Regions from separate parts of the Ovis aries genome. Here region 1 is linked to region 2. Evidence: chromatin contacts called from public Hi-C data. All regions are on one chromosome and are shown on one strand. The core of a region is the stretch at or near the end of the contact, and the rest is flanking DNA. Distances in the headings are between cores, read along the strand shown.

Region 1 (6,118 bases), core at 2,156-4,655, 73 kb after region 2:
AGGTAGAAGGTCAAATAATAAATAAATTAATGAGTAAGATCATTTCAGAGAATGGTAAGTGCTGTGCAGGTAACATGACTGGATGTTGTGCTCTGGCTTGTGGGGGTGAGTAGGAGAGGGCGGAGGGGATTCTTCTTTGGTAATCATGGAAAGCCTCTTTGAGGAGGTGACATTCTATGTAAGACCTAAATGATAGGAAAGAGCCAGGCACACACAGGAGGATCTAGGGACAGGGTGTTCCAGCAAAGGTTTTAGAACCAGAGGCAGGGTCTAATCCTAAGCAGGCTCCCGTTTAAGTAAGTGGAGATGGGAACCAGCAGATAAGAGGAGCACACAGAGGGCAAGAACTGTCTTGGCTTTGCTCATTAGAAGAGTCCCTTACACATAGGTACATGTTCATGTTGAAAAGAAACCAGGATTATATTCTGCCACTGAGACTGAGGCAGGACAACCCCAAGGTTTCTGGCAACCATGGCACAGCCTACACAGAAGACAAGGAAAACCTTGATGATTTTGGTTTTAGGTTCCTCTTGACCATCAAGAATGTTCACTTGTTAGAGGGAACTGAGTTAAGTAGCTGTAAAGCGTTAAGAGGCAGAGGTGAGGAAATAGAAACAGCATTTGCAAACTCTGAGAAGCCTTTTTACTTCTCTTTTGTGAACGTCTCATAAAAGCCCCCCTCAGCAGGTCCATCCCTCTCCGGGAACCTTGCCTGGCTGTGCTCCTCAGTTTGCTTCCTCTAGCCTCTTCTCTGTTACCAACTTTTCACTTAGGACTCCTTCACTGCTTTTTATTTGCTTCTGGAAGCCTTTCCACTTCGCACTCCTGTTCTTTCTTATCTCTATTTCTACCTCTCTTCACTCATGACACCAGTTTCTGAGACTCCAACCAGACCCAGAAGCCTGGTCTGGAGCAGGCAGTGGGTGAAGAGGCTGCTTGAGGTATATCTAAGACATCTGACAGTGAATGGAAGTTGAGAAGAGGGATGGTATTGCAATGGGCCACCAATGTTTTCTTTAAGATCTTGGAGACCTGTGAATATTTGAAACCAAAAAGGAGATCAAAGAGGGAGACTGTGAGGGTGAAGGGGGCAGATGGGAGATAATTGAGGGGGCAGTTAGAAAGGAGGTGGAATGCTTCTTCCTCTGAATTAAGAGAAAAAGATTAAATGAGGCTGAACACAAGATTCTTGAGTGGGAAGAGAGACAAGTGGGAGCAGCTTATAGTAAGTGGTCTGGATCTTTTCAGTAATAATAAAAGCCAGATGGTCTGCTTAAAGCCATACTGAAAATTTGGTGGAAGAATTTTGGAATCACCACCCCAGAGCTTTTGCTGGGTTATAATCAAACGATGAAGGAGAACTGCCAAGTACCAGCAAGGATCCAGTTGAAGCTGGCATATATTTTTAGCAGACAAAGTCTGCCTTTCTCCACCGTTGCTCTGCCAATCCCTGAGCAGCTGGGGCTAATGTTGACTGCTGTTATTACAGAGTTTGGATTTTAGCCACTAATTATATTTCAAGAAGATATAATCCTCATAGCTGTACTTAATAGTAAATCAAGACCTGATTGATTTGTTTTCCTCTCATCTTACTTGTACCTGTCAGAAGCTTGTAATTAGTGAGAGCTGCCTGTGGAATTCAGTATGAGGAATTTTCATCAACAACCTTTCGTAGAACCTATTAAACTTGGCTCATTACTTTTAAGAATCTGGGCTATTAAAAATGAAAGCTCTCAAACATCTCATAGTTTCCCTTTTGTTCTCAGTTTCTGTAGAGCAATTAGGTTTTGAGGTGTACACCTACTCAGGTACAGTTTTGGGAAATGTTTTTGAGTAACCAGGTGACAATAATACACTTCTGAAGGAGAAGTTTGCTCACTGAATGGAAACAGGTTCCATTTAAGAACTTCTTTTTCTTTAAATATTAGGTGGAAAACGGTGTATTCGTAGCCAACCCACTTCAGGAACGCACAATTCTAATGAGAAAAGAGGGCGAGTCTGCAAAAAGCATTAATGAGATGCTCCTGAGCAGACTGTCCCGTTACCGAGCCTCGCCGTCCGCAACACTGGCTGCCCTCACCGGCTCCACCATCTCCAACACCCTGAAAGAGGACCAAGCAGGTTGGCTGCCCTTCGCTTATCTCATGTTTACCTTGTTCAGCTTCATTCAGCTCTATATATGTTTTGAGAGTATTGTCTTAGAGCAGTTTTAGGTTTGCAGCAAAATTAAAGGAAGGTACAGATTTTTTGTGTACCTCCCACCCCTACATGTGCACAGCCCCCCTTATTATCAGCATCCCCCACCAGAGTGGTGCACTTGTCACAATCGATGAACCCACCGAGACACGTAATAATCACCCAGAGTCCACAGTTCACCTTAGGGTTCACTCTTGGTGTTGTACATTCCATGGGTTTGGACAAACGCATAATGACCTGTGTGCATCATTATTGTATCACATAGAGTAGTTGTATAGCCTTAAAAATCCTTTGCACTCTACCTATTCATCCCTCCCCACCCCCCAAACCCTGGCCACCACTGATCTTTTATTGTCTTCATAGTTTTGCCTTTTACAGAATATCATATAATCTGATTTACACAGAATATAGCCTTTTCATATGGGCTTCTTTCACTTAATAATGTGTGCCTTTACAATTCCTCCATGCCTTTTCATGGCTTGATGGATTCAGCTTGTGGTTAGTGCATGCTGCCTGTGGAATTCAGGCAGTACTTGTTATTGAGCTCTTACAGACTTACAAAGCAGTTTGCTTTACATAGTTCACCTTTTTGTGTCCTTCCAGTCATTGTTCATTTTTTTAATTCCAAGCTAATACATACTGTTGGCTGTGAACATGAATTAGCAAGAATCTGTAAGAATTCAACACAGCTCTCTCCTTAATTGTAAATACTTTGTCCTTACTGTTAGAATAAGTTATTTTCATGTTTAGTATATGCTTCATGAATGTAAAAAACTCACATTTAACATCATCTTCACTAAATATGGGCTTCCCTGATGGCTCGGATGGGTAAAGAATCTGCTTGCAGTGCAGGAGACCTGGGTTCATTCCCAGGTCAAGAAGATCCCCTGGAGAAGGGAATGGCTGCCCACTCCAGTTTTCTTGCCTGGAGAGTTCCATGGACGGAGGAGACTGTCAGGCTATAGTCCATGGGGTTGCAAAGAGTCAGGCAGGACTGAGCGACTAACACTTCCACTTTCACTAAACATATTCTCAACCAAGCAAATAAAAGGCAAACCCTCTACGACAGAGATTGATTTTTCTGGACTTTGGCATTTAGTGTTTGCACTGTAATATTTTTAAATAGATAATGTGTTTACAGAGTTTGAAAGTGAAAACAATATAAATGGTACATGCAGAAAAATCTTACTCCAGTATCCTGGTGTATTCTGTTATTTGCCCCACCCTGCCCCCTATAGGTAGCTCTATTTATTAGTTTCTATTTATCCTGGCAGAGTTGTTGGTTTCTTTAATGCAAAGAGAAATTAAATTCATGTAGAAAGATACATTTATGTATTTTTTATTGTTCTTCTTTTCTCAGTAAAAGGTAGCCTTCTAAACACACTGTTCTGTATTTTTAAAGCAGGAATCCTTAACTAGGGTAAGAATTCAGTGTTTCATAAGCATCCTTTCCCAAAGTTTTAAATAACATAGTATGTGTATCATCATAATTTTCATCAGAGTTTCATGGTCACTTATGACCCCCCAGCCAAAAGTCAAGAACCATTATTCTTGGAGAGTTTTCATATTATATATCAACTACATGAATTTATAACAAATCATGACCTGTAGTAAAAGATAAGGCTAGAAAAAGATGCCATGTAGAGAAAAATTATCTGAATAAATAGATGTTTAATGAATTTAATGCAAGTTTGTGTTTTCATTCTTTTATATAGTGAAATGTTACGAAAAATATTTGTGATTAATTCTTTGTGAGACTATCAAATTTTAAATATTTATTAGTCCATATTAGAATTTAAGGATAATATTTTACTTCTATAGGTCTCTATTATATCAAATACAAGTTAGAAATTTATTAATAGTTATTATAACTTGGTTCTTTGGATAATTTGAGTTATAGGCAATACTTTGTAGAGAGCAGTCCTCATTACCTAAATAAATGTTTTCTCGATAAGCTGAAGACTTGATCTGGGTTTGTCCCTTGGAAGAAAATTGAATCCTACCTGCACAATAGAAATGCTATTTTCTTGTTACCTAAGAAAATATGAGTGATATCAAAAAGAGGACTCAGTAGGCGAGGTATATTTAGTTCCTCTGAAACTATTATTTGTGTTCTAAATATGTGATCTCAATCACTGCACTTCTATGTGCATTCTTGATGTATTCATTTAAACACGCTGTTGTTACATAAAAATTCACCAGTAATAGGCTAAGTGAATTTTTGACAATTATTCAACATTCAGAAGGTCTAGGGTTTTTTATTCTGTGGTAAACTAATACCTCTTACTATGTTAATAAGGGTATGTCTATTAAAAAAAAAATCTCAGTGAAAATGTTATGCTCACAAAGTTGCTAGCTTTTTAGGGTTTCTTACTTATGGAAATTTATGCTACTGGGTTTATGTCCTAAATGAAGAATATATTTGCTGGAGGCTTGAAGTTTTAAAAAATGGAATTTAGAACCACAAGCATTCAAAGCAATGACAGATTAGATTTCACTTGTCTCACTTTTCTAATCCAAACCGTCTAAAGATTATTTTATGTCTATGTAGGCAGTTATATTTTATACCCTGACAGCTTCCTAGGTAAAACACTCTGATTGACTTTCTGCTGCCATCATCAATCCTCACTAAACTAATACATAGAAAATCCTTCAGTTCACCCTACGTTTTCATATCTGCCAGTGAGTAAGGGAAATTAAAGTACATTTTATACCTTTTAATTATAAACAATAATAATTATTATTTTTTAAAATTTTTATTTTTACTTTATAATTGTTTTCTTAATGAAAATTTATGTCACTGATCCTAAAAAAAAAAAAAAGAAAGAAAATGCATCATAGGTTATAAATCCTGCAGGCATAAATTATTTTGTGATAGATACTGTGAAAGCTTTTATTAACTGGTTATGGGTTGAAATTTCTGGCTGATTCCGTGTTTAAAGCTGTTTATAATGAATGAAATATCACAAGCCTATTAATAATTTGTTCTGTATAAAATGAAAAGATCTCTACTGGAGCACAGTTTCCTAGGGGGAAATATAAACAATAGGATTCTTCTTTTATTTTGAGATTTAGTCCATGTGAGGATTCATTCCTTTGAAAGATTTTTTAGAGCCATAAGGGCATATTGAGTACTGGGAACACCTTTGAGAAATGTTCAGATCATAGAACCAGGGGGCTTGGGGCCAGACTATGGAGCTAGATCATTATTTTTGCATTAGCGTATTATTTTTTGCTCTATTTTCTGAGTCTTAGTATATCCTTGCTAGAATTTGGGGCCCCCTTGTCATACTCTAATTTGGTTTGGTAATCAAATTAATCTGTGTGTCAACTGCTGTTACTCACCATTTTCATCCTTTTTACCAGCAAATACTAGCTGTGGACTTCCTCTAAAAATGCTTCGGAAGACACCCATTTATACCTGTGGTACATATTTGGTGATGCTGGTCCCACCTCCAGGGGGATCAGGCAGCTCTGCCACCCGATCTCTTTTTGGTGGAACAAGTGGTTTGTCGTCTTTAAAAAGTAAGTGAACTTTATTTATGGCTCTTTTCCCAATTCGTCTCCAACTCTGAAATTTAATGTTTTTCCAAATAGTGATTTTGCACTTACTCTCTTAAATGTTTGTTTGCAAAACCTCTTTGATAGCAACAAAACACCATATCAGTGTCATCAGAGGCTAGGAGGAATGAAAAACAGAATTTTGGTAGATGATGTAATAGTACACTTCTGAAAACTATTGTCCTGTAAAATTACTCAAAATAATAATGAGGTCAGAAAGATCTTAGGAAATAAAATAATCTGTCATCACTTTATTTATTTATGACACAGCAAGAACTCTACCCACCATAGAGCTATTAAAATAAGTCTATGAGAGAACGAACTTATGGTTCCTGGGGGGAAGGATGGGGGCAAGGGATAG
Region 2 (6,442 bases), core at 3,552-6,051:
AATCTCCCCCACAGATTCTGTCGATGTGTGTGCATATAGTTATGTAGCAGATGTAGGCATGTATTTTTCCCGTGGTGTTTTGAAAGGCCTTAAAAATTAACATGGCTGCTTTGTTTAAAGCTATTTCAAGCTCTATTAAGGCTTATCAAGGACCACTTATCCCCACCCTACAGTTGCATTTTTGTGGGCCCGGTAAGGCTTACAGACTCAATTTTAGACAGTCAGCTGGTACAGGAAAGCTAGCAGAAGGGAGAGCTATTGAAAAATCCCAGAGGGGCCCCAGCTCAAGGCAAGGCCAGTGAACACCACGTCAGCAGCTGGGGCAGCGGGGAGACAGTCTCTACCAACAAGCTCGCTCTCTTGGGGAGATGCCTCCCAGGGGAAACTGAAGTCCAGTCTACTCATGGCTTTTCTTCCTTCTTGTTCAGACTTCTTTGCTTCCAACAGAGGGTTGTCCAGACAACACCTTCTCCTGCTCCTTTTCCTATCCCAAGCACCCGTTCTCAAACAGAAGAGTGGAGAGGACAATTCCAATGAAAATAAGTTGTAAATCACAAACCTTTCCTTTCTATATGCTTCCATGAATGGCTGTTTCCTGTATGCATGGTATGTGTGTGTGTGTGTGTGTGTGTGTGTGTGTGTGTGTGTGTGTGATCTTAACTAAATTTGGATTCTCTGTATCCAGGTTTCTAGCATAAAATTCTTTTGAGCAGGGACCTTTTCCATCTTGCTGATCTGTTCTAAGAGATTTCCAGTAAATGGTCTCTTTTTCCATAGGGCTTCTATAAATATTAATTCATCAGCTGCCTCTTCATGGTACAGTGGTAGCCATGTAGTCCAGTGACTAATTAATTACTGTTGCTAAAATATTAAATAACTATTCATTATGCAGTCTAAAGACTTTCAGCTGTGGATATGTGCTGTTTTAATTCATTGAAGTGAAGGGCAATACGGACTGTCCCCAACCTAGGATGGTTCAACTTACAGATTTTTCAACTTTACAGTGGTGGAAAATGGATATAGTTGATTTTGCTCAACTACAGACAATGTAAGTGTTCTGAGCACCTTCAAGGTAGTGTAAGCTAAGCTATGAAGTTCAGTGAGGCTTTGTTTTTTATATTTTCAACTTACGATGGGTTTATCAGGACATAACCCCATCATAGGTCAAGAAAGATCTGTAATTCCTGGGCATCTTGACTCCTTATCTTGAAATATAAACAATATGAGGAGGAGAATTATTTTGAGCCACACAAGGCTATTTAGATTCCAACTGAAATGTTCTTTGACAGAGGAATGGATAAAGATGTGGTGCATATATACAATGGAATATTACTCAGCCATTAAAAAGAATGAAATAATGCCATTTACAGCAACATGGATAGACCTAGAGATTGTCATACTGAATGAAGTAAGTCAGACAGAGAAGATGAAATACTATATGACATCCCTTATATGTGGAATCTAAAAAGAAATGATACAAATGAAATTACTAGCAAAACAGAAAGAGACTCACAGACTTAGAGAATAAACTTATGGTTGCTGGGTTGAAGGGATGGTTGGGGAGTTTGGAATGAACATGCACACATCGCTGTATTTAAAATGGATAACCAACAAGAACCTACTGCATAGCACTAGGAACTCTGCTCAATGTTACGTGGCAGCCTGGATGGGAGGGGAGTTTGGTATATGTATAGCTGAGTCCCTTTGCTGTTCACCTGAAACTATCACAACATTCTTAATTGGCTATACACCTATACAATAGAGAAAGTTTTTAAAAAAAGAAAGCTGGGATTATAGATTCAAACAAACCTAGGTTCGCATCTGAGATTTGACATTTGCTGTCTGTGAGATATTGATTAAAGCATCCAACTGAGCCTTGGTTTCCTAGCTGAAAACAGGGGTAATAATATCTCCATTCTGGATACCTCCCAGGATTTGACACTTGCTAGAAGCTTAACACATGCATGGGGGATAAATATCCTGAAAATGAAATTAACAATTGTTGTAAAGCACATGAGATTGTTACAGGGCAGTGTATATGAATTGCTTATTTGGGAGGGAGGCAGAAGAGGATAGAGCCAGTCAGGGATTCAAATCTCAATTCTGCCAATTTCTAGGTGGGTGCAAGTCACTTAATTCTGAGCTTCAGTTCCTTGTAAAATGCAAATATTAATGAATACTCAGAAGGATAGTATGATAGATATATGAGTGGAGGTACCTCCATTCCTAGAGGTTCAATAGATTTTTTTTTTTTGGTTTTATCAAAAGTAATGCAAGCTTGAGAAAGAAAATTTGGAAAACATTGCAAAGCACAAACCACTCATCTCCCAGTCAATGCACTGCTGTAAATGTAGTGCATCTCCTGTAAATGCACTGCTGAAATTTACCAAAATATTATCAGACATGATACTTTCCCTGTCTTCTACATCTACAGTCATGCATGTATGTAATTTTTAAAATGCAGTCTTAACAACAAACAATTAAATTTCAAAATTTCTTTACTATTTTAGCCTGATTTTTTTCCATTTACTAATACCTCAACATTCACTTGTATTAATATCCTTTATAAGCATTATTCTGAATGGCATCATAATATTCCATGTTTCAGATATACCATTATAATAGTTAACCAGTCCCACATTGTTGGGTATTTAATCTGACTATAATTTTTCCTCTTATAAACAATACTGAGCTGCACATCCCTGTGTGTTCATCCTGGACTGTGAATCTGATAATTTCCTTCAGACAACTTCCTCAAAGCTGAATTGCTGGATCAAAAAGTATGCTCTTTAATGCTCTCATTCATTCTTTCTTTATGAAAACTTGTATTTTTTAGAAAAGTTTTAGGTTCACACACACACACACATACAAAAACTGAGGATGCAGAAATTTCAGACATACTCCCTGCTCCCATGCGTGCATGATCTCTCCCGTGTTCACATGCCCCACCATGTGATACATTTGTCATGACTGATGAACTGAACTGGCACATCATAATGCCTAAAGTCCATATTTTCCACTGTGGCTCCCTCTTGGTGTAGTATGTTCTATGATTTTGAAAAAATGTATAATTTCATGTATACATCATTACTGTATTATACAGAGTACTGTTCACTGCCCTAAAAATTTCTGTGCTCTGCCTTTCTGCATCCCTCCCTTCCTTTCTGCATCCACTAGCTACCAATGATCTTTTTTATCATCTCCATAGTTTAGTCTTTTCCAAAATATGATATAGTTGGAATCATACAGGGTATTGTCTTCTCCTGGTTTGATAGTCATTTCTTCTTTGTGCTGAATAATATTCCATTGTCCAGATGTACCACAGTTTATCTATCCATTCACTTCCTGAAGGGCATCTTGGTTTTGGCAATTATGAATAAAGCTGCTATAAATGTCCCTATGCAGGTTTTTTAAATTTTAAATTTATTTTAATTGGAGGATAATTGCTTTACAGTGTTATATTGGTTTCTGCCATACACCAACATGAATCAGTGATAGGTATACATATTTACCCTCCCTCTTGAGTCTCCCTTCTACATCCCACCCTTCTAGACTGTCACAGAGAGCTGATTTGGGCTCCCTGCCTCATACAGCAAGTTCCCACTGGCTATCTAATTTTACTTATGGTAATATATACGTTTCAGTGCTACTTTCTCAGTTTGTCCCATCCTCTCCTCCTGCCACTGTGTCCACAGGTTGTTCTCTATGTCTGTGTCTCCACTGCTGCCCTTCAAATAGGTTCATCGGTACCATTTTTCTAGATTTCATATATATGGTTACCACACAATCCTTGTTTTTCTGACTTACTTCACTGTGTGTAACAGGCTCTAGGTTCATCCTCCTCATTAGAACTGACTCAAATGCATTCCTTTTTATGGGCTGAGTAATATTCCATTGCATTTATGTACCACAACTTCTTTATCCATTCATGTATGGATGGACATCTAGGCCTGTGCAGGTATTTTGGTGGACATATGCATTCAAGTCCTTTGATACCAAAGAGTGCTTTTTTTTTTTTTTTGGGGAAGTATAAAAGCAATACAAAGTTAACCTTACTTCAGCCATTCCAGGCTAGTCCTGCTCTGTGTGGCAATTCATATTAACAACTTAGTACATAGTCACCCACACATTTTTCTCTAAACACATAGTTCTTTCCTTTCTTCTTTTAATAAAAGCGGGATGGCTGGCATATTTTTAAGGTGTATGTCAATCAGTGTTGAATAGTGATAGAATATAAGAATAATTTTAACTCCCTCTTGGAGCATTTATTAAGGTCCAGACACCAGACATTGTGACTAGTGCTTTATTTTCACCAGATTTTGAGTGCTTATTGGGTACAAGAATTTGTGGTGAATATGTAGCACCTACTGTGCATTTCGACCAAGTGCTTATGAACAAACTTCAGCACCTACTGTGAGCCATATTTTTGCATATATCTTATTTAAACGTGTAAGCAGCCCGTGAACTTCCATGTGTCTGCCCAGGTGCCCACGGTGGGACTCAGGCCAGAGAGGGTTGCACACATGAGCAGAGGGGAGGAGAGTAGAGGAAGGCTGCCCTCTTCTCCTGGAGTAATGCAGACGTAGGGCGCCCTGGAACTGTAAAGGACGTGGGAGGTCACTCTGAGGGCAAGGTGCAGAAAAAGGCTAGGCAGAGATCCAGCCAACCTGGCTGTCCCCGGGCCTTCGGTAGGTGGGCGGGGCCAGACGAGTGGGCGGGGCCGGTATTGTCCGCTCCGCGGGGCATGCCGGGAGCCCCGCCCCCAACATGGCGCCTCACTGACAGTTGGCTGCCTAGCGGCAGAGGCGGATCCTGTTCCTCAGGGCGGCGGCAGCGGCGGTGGCGGCGGGGCCGGGGTCTCCGGGGCCAGGGGTGGGAGGATGGCAGCTCGGACCTCCTAGGGCGGAGCTGCACGCGCGAGGCGGCGAGTGGGGCGCTGCAGGCGGGCGCGGCGGCTGCTGCCATGGACTGGTGAACTCGGCGGCTCCTGCTCGCATCTCGCCGAGCCGAGCGGCTGCTCCTCACAGCCAACCCCTCAGCTGGGGCCATGGGCTCGTCGGCGGCCGCGGCGGCTGCGGCGGCTGCGGCCGCGGACTCGGCGCAGTGGCTCTCGGTGAAGGAGGAGACCATCTTCCTGCACGACGGGCTGATCCGGGTCACCGACCTGGCCGAGCTGCCCAGCGAGATCCTCGGGGCCCCGGAGGCCGCCGACACTGACCTAGAGGTGAGCGAGGCTGCCCCCTGGCCTCCGCCATCAGATTAGCCCACCCGGCCCGCACCCTGGGGTCGGGCCTTCTTTCTGCTTCACCCCGGACCCCGAGGGCCCCAGAAGGCTGCCCTGGCAGGTGTGTGTGTGGGTGGGCGCTGGGCAGGCAGGTGCGGGCCGCGCCGCTGGTCTGCAGACCACCCGGGGCCTCAGGCCCGCCGGGGATTTCATTTGTGGTTTCATTTTGAACCTTCCGACTCCCAGCATTTTATTAGACCATCACCCGGCCCGGCCTTCACGCCCCAGAGGAGCCGCCGCCTCCCGGGCCCTATCTCCCCTCCCCCACGGGCCCCTCGGACGCACTTCCAGGGCACACCCAGGCTGCTTAGCTTTGGGGTCTTTTTAATTTTAATGCTTTACATCTCCCGCCGTGTTGTTATACCCCAGTGCTGTGTGTGTGTGTGTGTGTGTGTGTGTGTGTGTGCGCGTGTGTGTTGTTTATTTTTCTCGGGAGAAGGTAGTGGCAGCTGCCAGTCGGTGATGGGCATTCCAGCAACTACTGTGTGTCGTGCCGGGGATTGGCACGGGGCCTTTGTCAGGGAAGCAAGCTGGCTGTGTGGACAGCGAAGGGGGATGCTGCGGCGGTCCTCAATGCGCTCTCCGCAAGGGTCATGAACGTTTTAGGCCGCAAGGCCTTATCTATGATCTCGGGGGTCAAGGAGAAGCCCAGGCTTAGCAGCCATGGCAGGTGCAAAAGCAAATCTCAGCAGTTTTGCCGCTGGGTTTGGGGGCAGAAGGAAACCAAATATGCTGGATGGATGGGAACTTTGCACCGACTTCACTTGGTTCCCGTGTTTGCCCCGGGGTGGGAGCTCCGGCAGGATCGGTTGATCCAGGCACTGCCCCCTCCCCACCTCCACTTTGCGGGATGACATTTTGACGTGTAGGAAGCATCCGGTGGCACGAAATTCTTATTGTCGCAAGGAGGACTGTCAGGGGTAGGGCGCAGAGAGGCTGGCCTGTCTGTTGGCTATAAACGGAATGCGAGGAATCTTTTTGTGTTTTGCGGTTTTGCAGGCGCTTTGGCTTTCAACACAACGAACATTTATAGAAACGGATTAAACCCCATTACTGTGTGTTTCTGGAAAGGGCAGTGACGGGATCCCGTTGGCTGAGACATTTGGATGTGTCTGAGATGGGAATACCGACCTCTGTATTTTTGTGTCTGGATTCGAG

What was found. A called contact is a pair of places that touch in the nucleus more often than the background predicts.
Region 1: a Hi-C map of liver shows a contact between it and region 2, with 4 times the contacts expected there. The contact joins the enhancer-like site here to the promoter of HECTD4 in region 2. A contact is called at or near these places in 9 of 16 Hi-C or Micro-C datasets (blood, liver, mesenteric adipose tissue and 5 more).

What each region holds. Positions count from the first base shown.
Region 1 is chr17:62,071,531-62,077,648 of ARS-UI_Ramb_v3.0, forward strand. HECTD4 (HECT domain E3 ubiquitin protein ligase 4) reads left to right here. Exons shown (of 76, transcript XM_060401254.1): 8 at 1,929-2,121; 9 at 5,563-5,721. Among named protein-coding and RNA genes, the nearest start is that of HECTD4, 73 kb to the left of the region's middle. Within about 2 kb of position 3,406, at least 2 of the 54 cell types and tissues checked have an H3K27ac peak or open chromatin away from gene starts, as enhancers often do. A contact at or near this core is called in liver, where this site is marked.
Region 2 is chr17:61,996,707-62,003,148 of ARS-UI_Ramb_v3.0, forward strand. HECTD4 (HECT domain E3 ubiquitin protein ligase 4) reads left to right here and starts at 4,802. Exons shown (of 76, transcript XM_060401254.1): 1 at 4,802-5,224. The coding sequence starts at 5,048.